Linked DNA regions of Mus musculus: regions 1 and 3 are each linked to region 2. A link is a contact called in public Hi-C and promoter capture Hi-C data. All regions are on one chromosome and are shown on one strand. Each heading gives the region's core, a stretch centred on a gene start, on an enhancer-like site or on the middle of the called end of the contact. The rest is flanking DNA. Distances are from core to core; before and after follow the strand shown. Region 1 holds the start of Slc37a3 (solute carrier family 37 (glycerol-3-phosphate transporter), member 3). Region 2 holds the start of Braf (Braf transforming gene). Region 3 overlaps Dennd2a (DENN/MADD domain containing 2A).

The links. Promoter capture Hi-C pulls out the DNA fragments that hold promoters and counts their contacts. Hi-C and Micro-C count contacts between places; a contact is called where the count stands out from the background.
Region 1: a promoter capture Hi-C map of neural stem cells shows a contact between it and region 2. The contact joins the promoter of Slc37a3 here to the promoter of Braf in region 2. A contact is called at or near these places in 1 of 39 promoter capture datasets (neural stem cells), 3 of 115 datasets of contacts at active chromatin or transcription factors (CD8 T cells, memory CD8 T cells and pancreatic cancer cells) and 1 of 9 other capture datasets (adipose tissue).
Region 3: a Hi-C map of CD8 T cells shows a contact between it and region 2, with 4 times the contacts expected there. The contact joins the enhancer-like site here to the promoter of Braf in region 2. A contact is called at or near these places in 4 of 484 Hi-C or Micro-C datasets (CD8 T cells, embryonic fibroblasts and embryonic stem cells), 1 of 115 datasets of contacts at active chromatin or transcription factors (large pre-B cells) and 3 of 9 other capture datasets (adipose tissue, liver and pancreatic islet).

What each region holds. Positions count from the first base shown.
Region 1 is chr6:39,375,674-39,379,696 of GRCm38.p6, reverse strand. Slc37a3 (solute carrier family 37 (glycerol-3-phosphate transporter), member 3) reads left to right here and starts at 1,990. Exons shown (of 15, transcript NM_028123.3): 1 at 1,990-2,078.
Region 2 is chr6:39,723,564-39,727,320 of GRCm38.p6, reverse strand. It overlaps Braf (Braf transforming gene), which reads left to right and starts at 1,858. Exons shown (of 22, transcript NM_139294.5): 1 at 1,858-2,214. The coding sequence starts at 2,026.
Region 3 is chr6:39,461,086-39,464,700 of GRCm38.p6, reverse strand. Dennd2a (DENN/MADD domain containing 2A) reads left to right here. Exons shown (of 19, transcript NM_172477.4): 18 at 403-489; 19 at 1,250-2,323. The coding sequence ends at 1,281. Among named protein-coding and RNA genes, the nearest start is that of Gm52860, 7.5 kb to the left of the region's middle. Within about 2 kb of position 1,625, at least 48 of the 459 cell types and tissues checked have an H3K27ac peak or open chromatin away from gene starts, as enhancers often do. A contact at or near this core is called in CD8 T cells, where this site is marked.

The sequences.
Region 1 (4,023 bases), core at 741-3,240, 350 kb after region 2:
TGTGTGCCTGCCATACGTTCGGGTGCCCAAGGAGACCAGGAAAAGGCATAGGATTGCTTGGAACTAGAGTTATGGCAGGTTGTGAGCTGCCTGGTCTGGGTGCTGGGGACTGAGCTCAGGTTTTTAGAACAGCAGCTGCTCTTAATCTCTGAAACACCCCCAGCACCGTCATCTCCTCTTCAACTTCCCTTTAAATCCACAAGAGGAAGGCTGAACCGCATACAATCTGGAAATCTACTTACTAGGTTTTGCTTTTTGCCCACATCCTCTTCTACCCCAGGCGCTTCCTTGGCAACCTAGGTGGGTGTGTCCCTCCCTTACCTGACTCTCCCTACTTGTTTCTTCTTTTATTTTGCAGTGTAAGGTATTTGGCTTGCACATATGTCTGTGCACCACGTGCATGCCCTGTGCTGGAGGAGGTCAGATCCCCTGGAGTTATAGACAGATGTGAGGTACCATGTAGGTGCTGGGGATTTAACTCAGGTTCTCTGGAAGAGCAACCAGCTCTCCAGCCCCCGCCCCCTTACGGTGTGCACCTAAGCTGTAAAACAAACAAATAATAAACTGTGTTTGGGGCTGCTGAGTTACTTTTAGGTGACCCTAAGACTTTCTGCATTAGCTCATTACTCCAGCGTCTCCTCTGCTGGGGGATCTTGGGTCTATTGCTGTGGCTTCAGTTTTCCTAACCAAAACCCTTCAGGGTTTTAGTAAAGTTTAGCTAAAAGCTGGTCTGTAAGTCAAGAAGAGTTTGGTGGATGTCACCGAAGACATAAGATTAACTGTGAAATGAACCCAGGTCCAGGAGTGCCTTTTGTAGACCAGGCTGGCCTCGAACTCAGAAATCCGACTGCCTCTGCCTCCCGAGTGCTGGGACTAAAGGCGTGCGCCGGGTGGAAGCGTTCTTACTACCTGGCCTTGGATGCCCTGAAAGAGGAAACTGGGTGGTAGCACGGGAATCTTCCTTCTCTCCTCTTTCTCCTCCTCCACGTCTTCCTCTCCCCCTTTCTATTTTTATTTATGTGTTTTTGTATGTCTCTGTGTGTGTCATGTTCACGGAGGCCAGATGAGGGTGTCAGGTCCTCTGGAACTAGAGTGTGAGTCACCATGGAACCAAATCTAAGTCTCCTAGATGGGCAGTCACTGCTCTTAACTGCTGAGCCGTCTCTCCAGTTCCATTTTTTAAAAAATGATTTATTTATTTTTATTATATGTAATTACACTGTAGCTGTCTTCAGACACTCCAGAAGAGGGAGTCAGATCTCATTACTGATGGTGTGAGCCACCATGTGGTTGCTGGGATTTGAACTTCGGACCTTCAGAAGAGCAGTTCTTACCCACTGAGCCATCTCACCAGCCCTCTACAGTTCCATTTTTAAAAATGCACAGATGTGGGCTGGTGAGATGGCTCAGTGGTAAGAGCACCCGACTGCTCTTCCGAAGTCCAGAGTTCAAATCCCAGCAACCACATGGTGGCTCACAACCATCTGTAACAAGATCTGACGCCCTCTTCTGGAGTGTCTGAAGACAGCTACAGTGTACTTACATATAATAAATAAATAAATCTTTTTTAAAAAAAAAAATGCACAGATGTATGTATGTACGTACATATGTATGTATTTAATCATCTTTCCAGCTACGCTGCTGGGGATCTTAATACGAACTATTTATTTTGGTGCAATGGCAATGGGGTGCAGAGCTGTGAATACAAACAGGTGAATGACTATTCCTACCTATATGGACAACTGCATTTAATTAAACAAGAGTCTAAAACAGAATAACGCCTCCTCTTGAAAAAATGGTCAGCCTATCGGTTCTTCTCAAATGATATCTCTCACTCGTTGCTTTTCTCCGCTAACATTTCTGGACCTAGTCCCTTCCTGCAGGAGCTCAGTTAAACCCAACCAGTGGACTTTACAGCTCGCAGGTAAAGCGGCACTGGCGGACTACAGCTCCCGGCATGCACCTGTCCCCGAGGTCACGTGAGCGTCCGGAAGCTCTGGCCACATCCCGCTGGGTGAGGTGGCGGCGGGGGCGGCGGGAGCGGAGTCTAGCGGAGCGGGTTCTTCGGCGGGTCTCAGGTGCGAGCCTGCGTGCGCTCGGGTGCTTGGGGTCCTGGCCGGGTTGGGCGCGCGGTGGGCTTCGGGCGTGGGAAGCGCGGACAGCTGGTGGGTGTGGCGGCTCGGGCGCCGCTGGCAGCTGGCCCCCACCAGACCCCCACCGGGACCCCACCGGAGCTCCTGGTGCTGCCGCTGTGCAGTCCCGAGGCTGTGTGCACCGCAGAGGGAGGAGGACACCAGACACCAGAGAGGGAAGGTGGCCCAGCCCAGCCCACGCAGACCTCCCGGGTAGGGGGTACTTGTTCCCCTCGGCCCACCGATCTTGGCTCATGGGACGTTTGAACGGAAGAAAATGAAACCCAAGGAAAGGGTTCATGGTTTAGCAAGAGGAGGGCCACGTTTCAGGTAGGGTGGGAGGCGTTTGGATAGGATGCACGGAGGTCAGAGGGAGAATTGACTTCGTGGAAAAACTAGGGGTTTGTTTTCGAGTAACTGCCACGACCTCAGGGAATTCGGCTCTGCTTCTTATTCGAATGTCAGACTTTGGTTGTTCTTATTTGTAGAGTGTGGCCTGTTCTTAATTTTGATAAGACAATGGGGATGTGTCCACTTTTAACATTTTCTGCAATATGTTAAGCGATGCCGTGATATTTTACTGAAATGTTTAGAGGATACCTAGTTGCCAGGGCGAGCCTCTTTAGCCATTGCTTGATGTCTTCACTCACATTTCTGTTTACGAAACAATCACTGATGAAGAGAACACCTCGACTACTGTGGTAGTTGAATTATTCTTTTGCCACTTGCCAGATGTTCCTTGTAAGTAAAACAGAGTCTGCCCTAAACACACAGTAAATCCTTTCATTTAATCCTTAAGTGAGGAAAGAAGTGAAGTAAATGGACTTGACCTTTAGTGTCAGAGTTCTCTGTTTTTCAGGAGCAGTTCAGTGCTCATTGTTTAAGGTTTTGGATGAGTGCCTGGTCCTCAAGTGAGGATGACATGCTGTTGTTGCAGTGATAACTGGCACGATTAGGGCTTTGTCTGAAGGGCAGAGGAGAAAGTAGTTGTCTTTGAAAGAAAATAGGGAGAAGTTGGCCTTAGGAACCCTGGTATAAATGGATGTGGTTTTAGGAACCCTGAAACAGCTAGCTAAGTCCTTAACATCTGTGGTAATGCGGCAGTTTTAAGAAAAAGTGTGTGTGTGTGTGTGTGTGTGTGTGTGTGAGAGAGAGAGAGAGAGAGAGAGAGAGAGAGAGCGAGCAAGTGCACGGACAAGTGTCGAATAGTCCAGGTAATCACCATCTCCCTGTGTAACTGAAGATGTCCTTGACCTTCTAATCTTCCTGTCTCTGGAGTGCTAGGGTTGGTAGTCAGGTGCCATGGGTGCTGGTCAAGCACTCTACCACTGAACTAGACCATGCGTTTTTTGTTGTTTTGTTTTGTTTTTGAGACAGGGTTTCTCTATATAGCTCTGGCTGTCCTGAAACTCTGTAGACCAGGCTGGTCTCGAATTCAGAAATCCACCTGCCTCTGCTTCCCAAGTGCTGGGCTTAAAGGCATGCACTACCACTGCCCGGCTAGACCATGCTTTTAAAGCAGGCTCTCAAATGAATGTGTGCTTTGCAGCTCTGTAATCTAGGCTGGCCTCATATTCTCTCACATTTGGAATCTCCCTGCTGGGATTATAGGAGTATACACCTGGGAAGACTCGAGTCTTGGAAAGAGAAAAGATGTATCTGGTATCAGTGAATAGCTTCTAGTTAGATGATGAGAGATCAGAAAGATACTGTGTATGTGTGAGCGTTGGTTGGCACACAAGTGATAGCCAGCGTATGCAGAACTGTGAAAGGGCCAGACTCACCCAGCGGTCAAGTGCTTGCCTACAGACCAGCACTCTGAGTACAGGTTATCCTTTTACTTCGTACATGTAAAAATCAGACCCTTGGGAGCCAGATGATTGCCAGCTCT
Region 2 (3,757 bases), core at 609-3,108:
CCAACACACAAGGAAAAAAAATTGAATGAGTGGAAACTAACAGAATCCATCTTAAATGGATGAGGCCAGCCATCCTGTGAAGAAATAATCACATAAGACGTGATCACTGTATAGACTGATGCTGATAAGGATGTTGTTTAAAATGGAACCATGGAAAATGTCTTAGAGGCAGGGCATGGGGGTACATGCCTTTGATCCCAGCACTCAGGAAGCAGAGGTAGTCAGATCTCTGGGAATCAAGTTCCAGGACAGCCAAGCGCTGTTACACAGAGAAACCCTGTCTCAAACAAAACAAAAGAGAAATGTCTTAGAAATTTTAATGTTGTAAAAAAAAATGTTATAATGATACATTCTTAGGGAATAATTTCCTAAAGTAAACCTGGACAGTTAGGGACTAAACAACAACAACAAACAACAACAATACCCCAAAACCCCAACAGTTGTGTTTCAGACAAAATCAAGGAGGAAGTGTCCCTTGCCTGGTTGTTGGCCCTATTTTAGTATGCTTAGACATTATGTATTTATGGTTTTTAAAAACTGCCTTAAACTAGCATAGCTTGATAATATAGTCTCTATCTGTGATCATCTCCTTCACTCGAATCTGTCAGATCATCTTCTGACTTAAATGTAGCTCTCAGGGGAATGTCCCTGCTTGGAAGAGAATGTACAATGTCATTGGCAAACACAGAATAGCTATTTGATTGGTGGCATTTTTTTTCAATACACAAGAACGTAATGCTTTGATTCACCAAGCAGCCACACGTGCACTGCTTACCTTGAAGCAAAGCATCAGTTGCCGGGCCTGTGCTGATCAGACCAAATAGGCAGACATCCTATTGTCAGAAGCTTTCTACCTTTCAACTCATCCTAAATGCAATAAAGAGGTTGGTGGCGACCATCCCCCTTTCCATTAATAGAAGTGCACACACAGACACACAGACAACTCAACTCAAGAGTTAAACTGGAAATTCCTGAATAGTGTTGGTAGCTTCTGTTTTTCACTCCTGTTTTCTCTTTTTCTTAACACACTTCCTCTCTCCATTATTTCCTTCTTTGGTTAAACGTACTTTAACCATGTAATTTACATAAAGAAATTGGGTTTAATTTCTGCAACTTGGGCTTCTCTGAGATGATTTAATTCTCTTCTCCCAATTCTTTTTTTCATATACAGTTTGAAGAGAATGCCTTGGATCAGTCAGGATCTACAAAATATTTTAAATTATTTTCTTTGGAATAAAAATTAGCTATGATGCATAAGATGTCTAAAATGGTCATGTGTTCTCCTCAGGTCCTAGTGCATGGAAGGAGCCAATTGATAGTAAATGACTGAAACTAGGCAATAAATACCCTGAAGACCAGCTTTAGATTTTCATTTATACTTCAACAGATCAAGTCCTTTAGGGACAGGATACAAACACCATACTGAGAATTTAGCTGCTCCAAGACAGTTCTATGAAATTTGGCTTGGCTGATGTTTCAACCTTGGCGTTTAAGGTCTTATTTTTATGACACCCAGAGCTTCTTTGTAACGGCAGTAATAAGTACTACAGACTTTCCGGCCTTCTTCCCTCTAGGATTTTAACTTCTTTAAAACACCACCCCCTGCTCTTCTAGTAAATCCCACATGACAGAACAGGCTGAGAAAAAATAGGAAGCCGGAGCCATGGAAACTGTGCGGGTAGAAACGTGTGAGCGCGAGGGTGGTTGGAGGAGAAGGAACACTCCCCTGGCGACAGCGGCGCGAGGGTGCTCCTCGGATGACGTCACGCACCCAGGTGACGTCACGACCGTGACATGCGGGTGACGCCGTTGCCGCGGCGACTCCTCGTCGTCTCCGCCCCCTCCCCCCCCCAAATCCCCTCAGGCTCGGCTGCGCCGGGGCCGCCGGCGGGTTCCAGAGGTGGCCTCCGCCCCGGCCGCTCCGCCCACGCCCCCCGCGCCTCCGCGCCCGCCTCCGCCCGCCCTGCGCCTCCCTTCCCCCTCCCCGCCCCGCGGCGGCCGCTCGGCCCGGCTCGCGCTTCGAAGATGGCGGCGCTGAGTGGCGGCGGTGGCAGCAGCAGCGGTGGCGGCGGCGGCGGTGGCGGCGGCGGTGGCGGTGGCGACGGCGGCGGCGGCGCCGAGCAGGGCCAGGCTCTGTTCAATGGCGACATGGAGCCGGAGGCCGGCGCTGGCGCCGCGGCCTCTTCGGCTGCGGACCCGGCCATTCCTGAAGAGGTGAGTGGCGGCGCCATCCCCCCCCAGTGCTCGCGCGTCAGGGGCTCGGCGGGCCAGTGTTTATGCGAGGGACCGAGGCAGCAGAAGGAGCCCCGGCAGTGCTTGGTAGCCGGCGGGGAGGTGGTTATCGGCCGAGTGTCCCCCTCTGTCTTGTAGCTCCTCGCTACGTAAACACACACGATGGCCCAGGGGGGTTCCCCGGCCCCCACCCAGATGGGATTGGGGCAGTGGGGGCAGAGCTGGAGCCTTTTCAGAGGGGGCGAAACTCTGGGTTGGAGAAGGTCACGCCTGGCTGAGGCTTCCAGCCCTGCATCCCTGAGATGTTTTCCTTTTTGCTAGCCGGCAGGGACGGCGTCGAGGATGGAGCTTAGTGGCCAGGGCAGTACCCCTTGGTCCCCTAGCCCTAGGAACCGCCGTGTGCGATTACTCCCTGATCCTGGGGATGACGGAGCGCATCTTTCCACTCTCCTCACTATCTTCCCTTTGCAGGCCCTTGTCCCCTTCCCACTTTGCTACTTGTTTGGGGGATTTTTCTTTTGACCGGTTTTTGCCCAGGGGATGATTTTTTTTTTTGGTGTAGTCTTTACTTTTTCAGCCCCAAATTTTACTGTTCCGAAGCTTTTCCCATCCTGGTCTCTGATCCCCGAATAATACTGTTTGTCAGTGCTCCCTTGCTGACCCGTAAACCTCTATCCTCATCCACCACCCCGCTCATTTCTCAACTGTACCTACTTGCTTCTAACCTTAGTTTCCACGGAAGAGCATTTTTGCTCTTCTCTTGCCCTAGTCCCCTTGAGTGCCTCTACTTCATTCCACTGCACCGTCACCTTGTAATCCGTTGTTATCTTCACAAATCCTTTTGGACACTTTGCAAGCTATTCACTCCCTGAACCCCAAAGCTGTCAAGATTCCATCAGGTTTCACTTGGCCCTTTGCTCCCTTGCACTGCTGGCAGTTTGGGTTAGTCTTTCAGTGCACATACACACCTCAGTTGATATCCTTCGTGGGTTTGTTTGTTTGTTTGTTTGTTTGCTTGCTTGCTTGCGTGCTAGCTTGTTTTTAGTGGGTTTAAGTGATCTGGCTCGCTCCCATTTTCGTCCCATCTTTCGTGTTTACCAGTCTTTAGTACTTGGCTTTTGGTAGTCCTTGTATCATTCAACTTATTACATTGTCAAATTACCTAATTTATTCTCTTTTCTCTGTATGTAAAACTTACTACATTTACCATTTGGGCACTGTATCGCATAAACAATACCATATCTTACAAACAATTGGCTAGAATACGGTATTTTACAAACAGTTGTCGAGAGTGACTTGTTTCTGTTGATTTTACTTGAAGATAAATTTTGTTTAAAGATAAACTTGCTACTTAAGTTTCCCAGTTCTCGTACTACCTCCTTATCTCTACAGTGTTCTTTTTCCTGCTTCATTATATTTACTTGGGATGTTCATCCTCCACTCTCCATCTATCGTTAGCAGTCTGTTTGCAATAATGTTTGTTTTCCATCTTTTGATACCATCTCTACCCAGAATGTGTTCAGTA
Region 3 (3,615 bases), core at 376-2,875, 260 kb after region 2:
ACAGGCAGCCATACTTGAGGCCGTCCTGATGAGGATTTCCTCAGGACAGGAGAAATGTGTTTAGAGGGTGTGAGAGAGCCGGCCTCCTTCAGGGCTTGCTTCTCCTCAGAAGAGTGGCCAGCTGCATGTAGTCAGGTTGACAGGTCTGTTGGTGAGTGAGGAAGCAGGAATGAGATGGAGTCTCATGTGTGAACGGACTTTACGGCTTCCCACAGACAGCTATTATACAAGGTGGGGCAATTATAAGGACAGTAAAATCCCTTATAAACCCCAGGCTTGAAAGCGTATTTATAGGCACAGCTGCGCCTCAGAAGCAAGGTTTCCCGAGCTATCGAGGAAGAAGGTCAGTGCAGAAGCACAAAGGCAGGCATCTAACATATCCTGGGTATTTCTCCTCACCAGGTCTGTTTGAAGTCCGAGCCCAGGAGTACCTGGAAACCCTGCCCAGCGGAGAGCACAGCGGAGTCAATAAATTCCTCAAGGGACTGGGTAAGGCTGGGTCCCTGTCGCCAGCCTCAGCTCTAAACCATCTTTCCTGGAGTCTTCACTACTTCCATCCACAAGAGCCAGGAACGGTACAGGGTGGACTGTCTACCTCTCTTAGTCTGTCCCTGGGAACTAGGGTGGCCTCACTGACATCCTTGCCACCATCTTCTGAACCCCCGAGTCTTGTGGCAACCAACAGAGGCAGCATGCCCTGGGCGAGGCAGGGAGTACCTTAACACAGGTAGGATTCCTCCCAACCTCCGAATGCCCCTGAGCAAAAAAGAATCATCAAGAGGACTGCTGGTGGTGGCGGCGCACACCTTTAATCCCAGCACTCGGGAGGCAGAGGCAGGTGGATGTCTGAGTTCGAGGCCAGCCTGGTCTACAGAGTGAGTTCCAGGACAGTCAGGGCTACACAGAGAAACCCTGTCTCAAAAAACCAAAAGAAAAAAAAAAAAAAGAAGAATCATCAGGACTACAGTTTAATCAGCAAAAAGGTCCTTAAGGGTGCACACTGTGCTCCAGAGTAAACCCTGGAGGTGGAGGAGGAAGATCAGGAGCTGTGTGACCAGCCAGCAAGACATCACAGCATGTGGCACACAAGCCTAAGTCCAGTCCCCAGAACCCACATAAACGCGGGAGGAGGGAACTGAGTCCACAAAGATGTCCTTTGACTCCACAGCCTGCTGAGAGACACACACTTTCCTGTGCACCCCCTCCCTCCCCTCCCCCCCTGATAAAATGTTCTCACTTTCTTTTTTAGGCAATAAAATGAAGTTTCTCCACAAGAAATAACCCTCATCTTGGCCCAAGGGAAAACCTCCTCCCTACGCCCCAGTCCTCCCAGGATGGACCCCTTAGCTGGGCAGGTGGCACGCGCTCACAACAGCTCCGGAAGGGACCAGCCAGCATGCAGAATGTTGTTACTGTGGTTAGTTGCTTCTGGGACCTTTAAATCTTAGATATTAAAAGAGAAGAAGAAGGAAAGTGTTTGGCTCTTCCTTCATTCAGCTCTCCTGCCCCATCTCATCGCCTCTGGGCCAGCTCATTGACTCTGTGGAGCCAGGAGTTAGGAAGCGCGGCAGCCACAGAAACACTTCTGCCCACGCCACTGCTTCTTCCGCACTGGTCTATGACGCCACCTGGTGGCAGAGACTGGACTTTACTGTTCTTGACTACATTTTCTTTTTTTTTCTCCTAGAAGCCGTATAGCTCCATTCATGCCCCAAAAGTCTGTGGCTTTTAGAGGGACACATTTAAAAAAACAGGAAATCTTGTTAACTGGTAATAAAATGTTCTAAGGGTCCTGAAGTTTCTATTTCCTGTGGCCCAACCATGACACTTAGGCCACTGCTGTGAGCCTGTTCCTCTTGACCAACAAAGCTAGGAGAGGTTTCTGTAGTTGCTTCTCTTTTATGAGAGAGAGGACCCGAATCAGCTGACCTGTGGGGACAGTAAGAGTCTGCAGGAGCCCTGTGTGCAGCAAAGGAAGGTTCTCGGGCTGGCCTCGGGGCTGCCACCCCGATACTGTGAATGCCACCAAAAACTGACTACATCTGGATCGCCTCTGACCTGGGCAGGATTAATAGGAGTGCGTGGCTGGGATGTTGGAGGTAGCCAGAGAAAGCAGGTGAGCACAGCACGGGGGCTCAGGGACCGATTCCACAAGCTCCTAGGCTTAGGTAACTTTCTGATAGCAATATTCTGTGTATTTTTATATTGCCCCCAAGTGATCACAGTTAGTATTTTGGAATATACGTTCTTTTCTAACTTATTTTATATTATACTGTTTTACTTAAGAACTTCAGGTGAATAAATAAATAAGTATATCTTTATCAACATTCCTAGTGAGTGTATAATATTCTATTTTATTGATGTTTTTGTATTTGACTTAAACAAAACCTAAAATAAAATTGGGGGAATGTGCTAGGCGGTGGTGGCGCACACACACCTTTAATCCCAACACTTGGGAGGCAGAAGCAGGTGGATTTCTGAGTTTGAGGCCAGCCTGGTCTACAAAGTGAGTTCCAGGGCAGCCAGGGATACACAGAAAAAACCCTGTCTCAAAAAATCAAACAAACAAACAAATATTGGGGGAATGTACTAGGCTATTTGTATGAAGAGGCTTTTTTCTTTTCCTTTTTCATTTTTTGAGACAGAGTTTCTCTGTATAGCCCTAGCTGTCCTGGAACTCACTTTGTAGACCAGGCTGGCCTTGAACTCAGAAATCCACCTGCCTCTGCCTCCCGAGTGCTGGGATTAAAGGCGTGCACCACCATACCCGGCTCTTTCCTTTTTTTTTTGTTTTGTTTTGTTTTTTTCAAGACAGGGTTTCTCTGTATAGTGCTGGCTATCCTGGAACTCAGTCAGTAGACCAGGCTGGCCTCGAACTCAGAATTTTGCCTGCCTCACAAGTGTTGGGATTAAAGGTGTGCACCCCCTGCCACACTGAAGAGGCTTTTTTTCAGTGGTCTTTATATTAAAAGGGGGAGACACACTGCATGTGTAAAGAAGGCTCAGGCTGGTGAGATGGTGCCACCGCTGGTGAACGCTGCATAGGAGACACATGAAGGTGGAAAGGCGCCAACTCCACCAAGCTGTCTGTGAAATGCATGCCCCTATACAGATGCACACCACACAGGTTTTTATTTGCTTGTTTGTTTATTTGTTTTTAATGCTTTAAAGGATTGGTGATTTTATTTTTAATGTTCATAAAATAGGAATGGCAAGATTCTTATCCCATTAAGACACTTGCCACCACCAAGCCTGACCACCTGAGGTCAATCCCCAGGCCCTCCAAGGTGGAAGAAGAGAACCAGCTCCCACAAGATGTCCTGACCTCCAGACGTGTCATGCCATGTGCTTGCACACACATGTGAACACGCAGTAAATGAAGTAAAACTTTTAAATGGAGACAGGCAGTGGTGGTGCTGCTTCGCTGCCAGGCATTTGGTACGCACCTTTAATCCCAGCACTCGGGCAGAGCAAGCAGATCTTGGAATTCGAGGCCAGCCTGGTCTGTAGAGCAAGTTCTAGGACAGCCAGGGCTACACAGAGAAACCCTGTCTCAAAAAACCAAATTAATAATAAGTTTCTTTTGTCTGTCCTAGTGGTGTGTGCCCTTAGTCC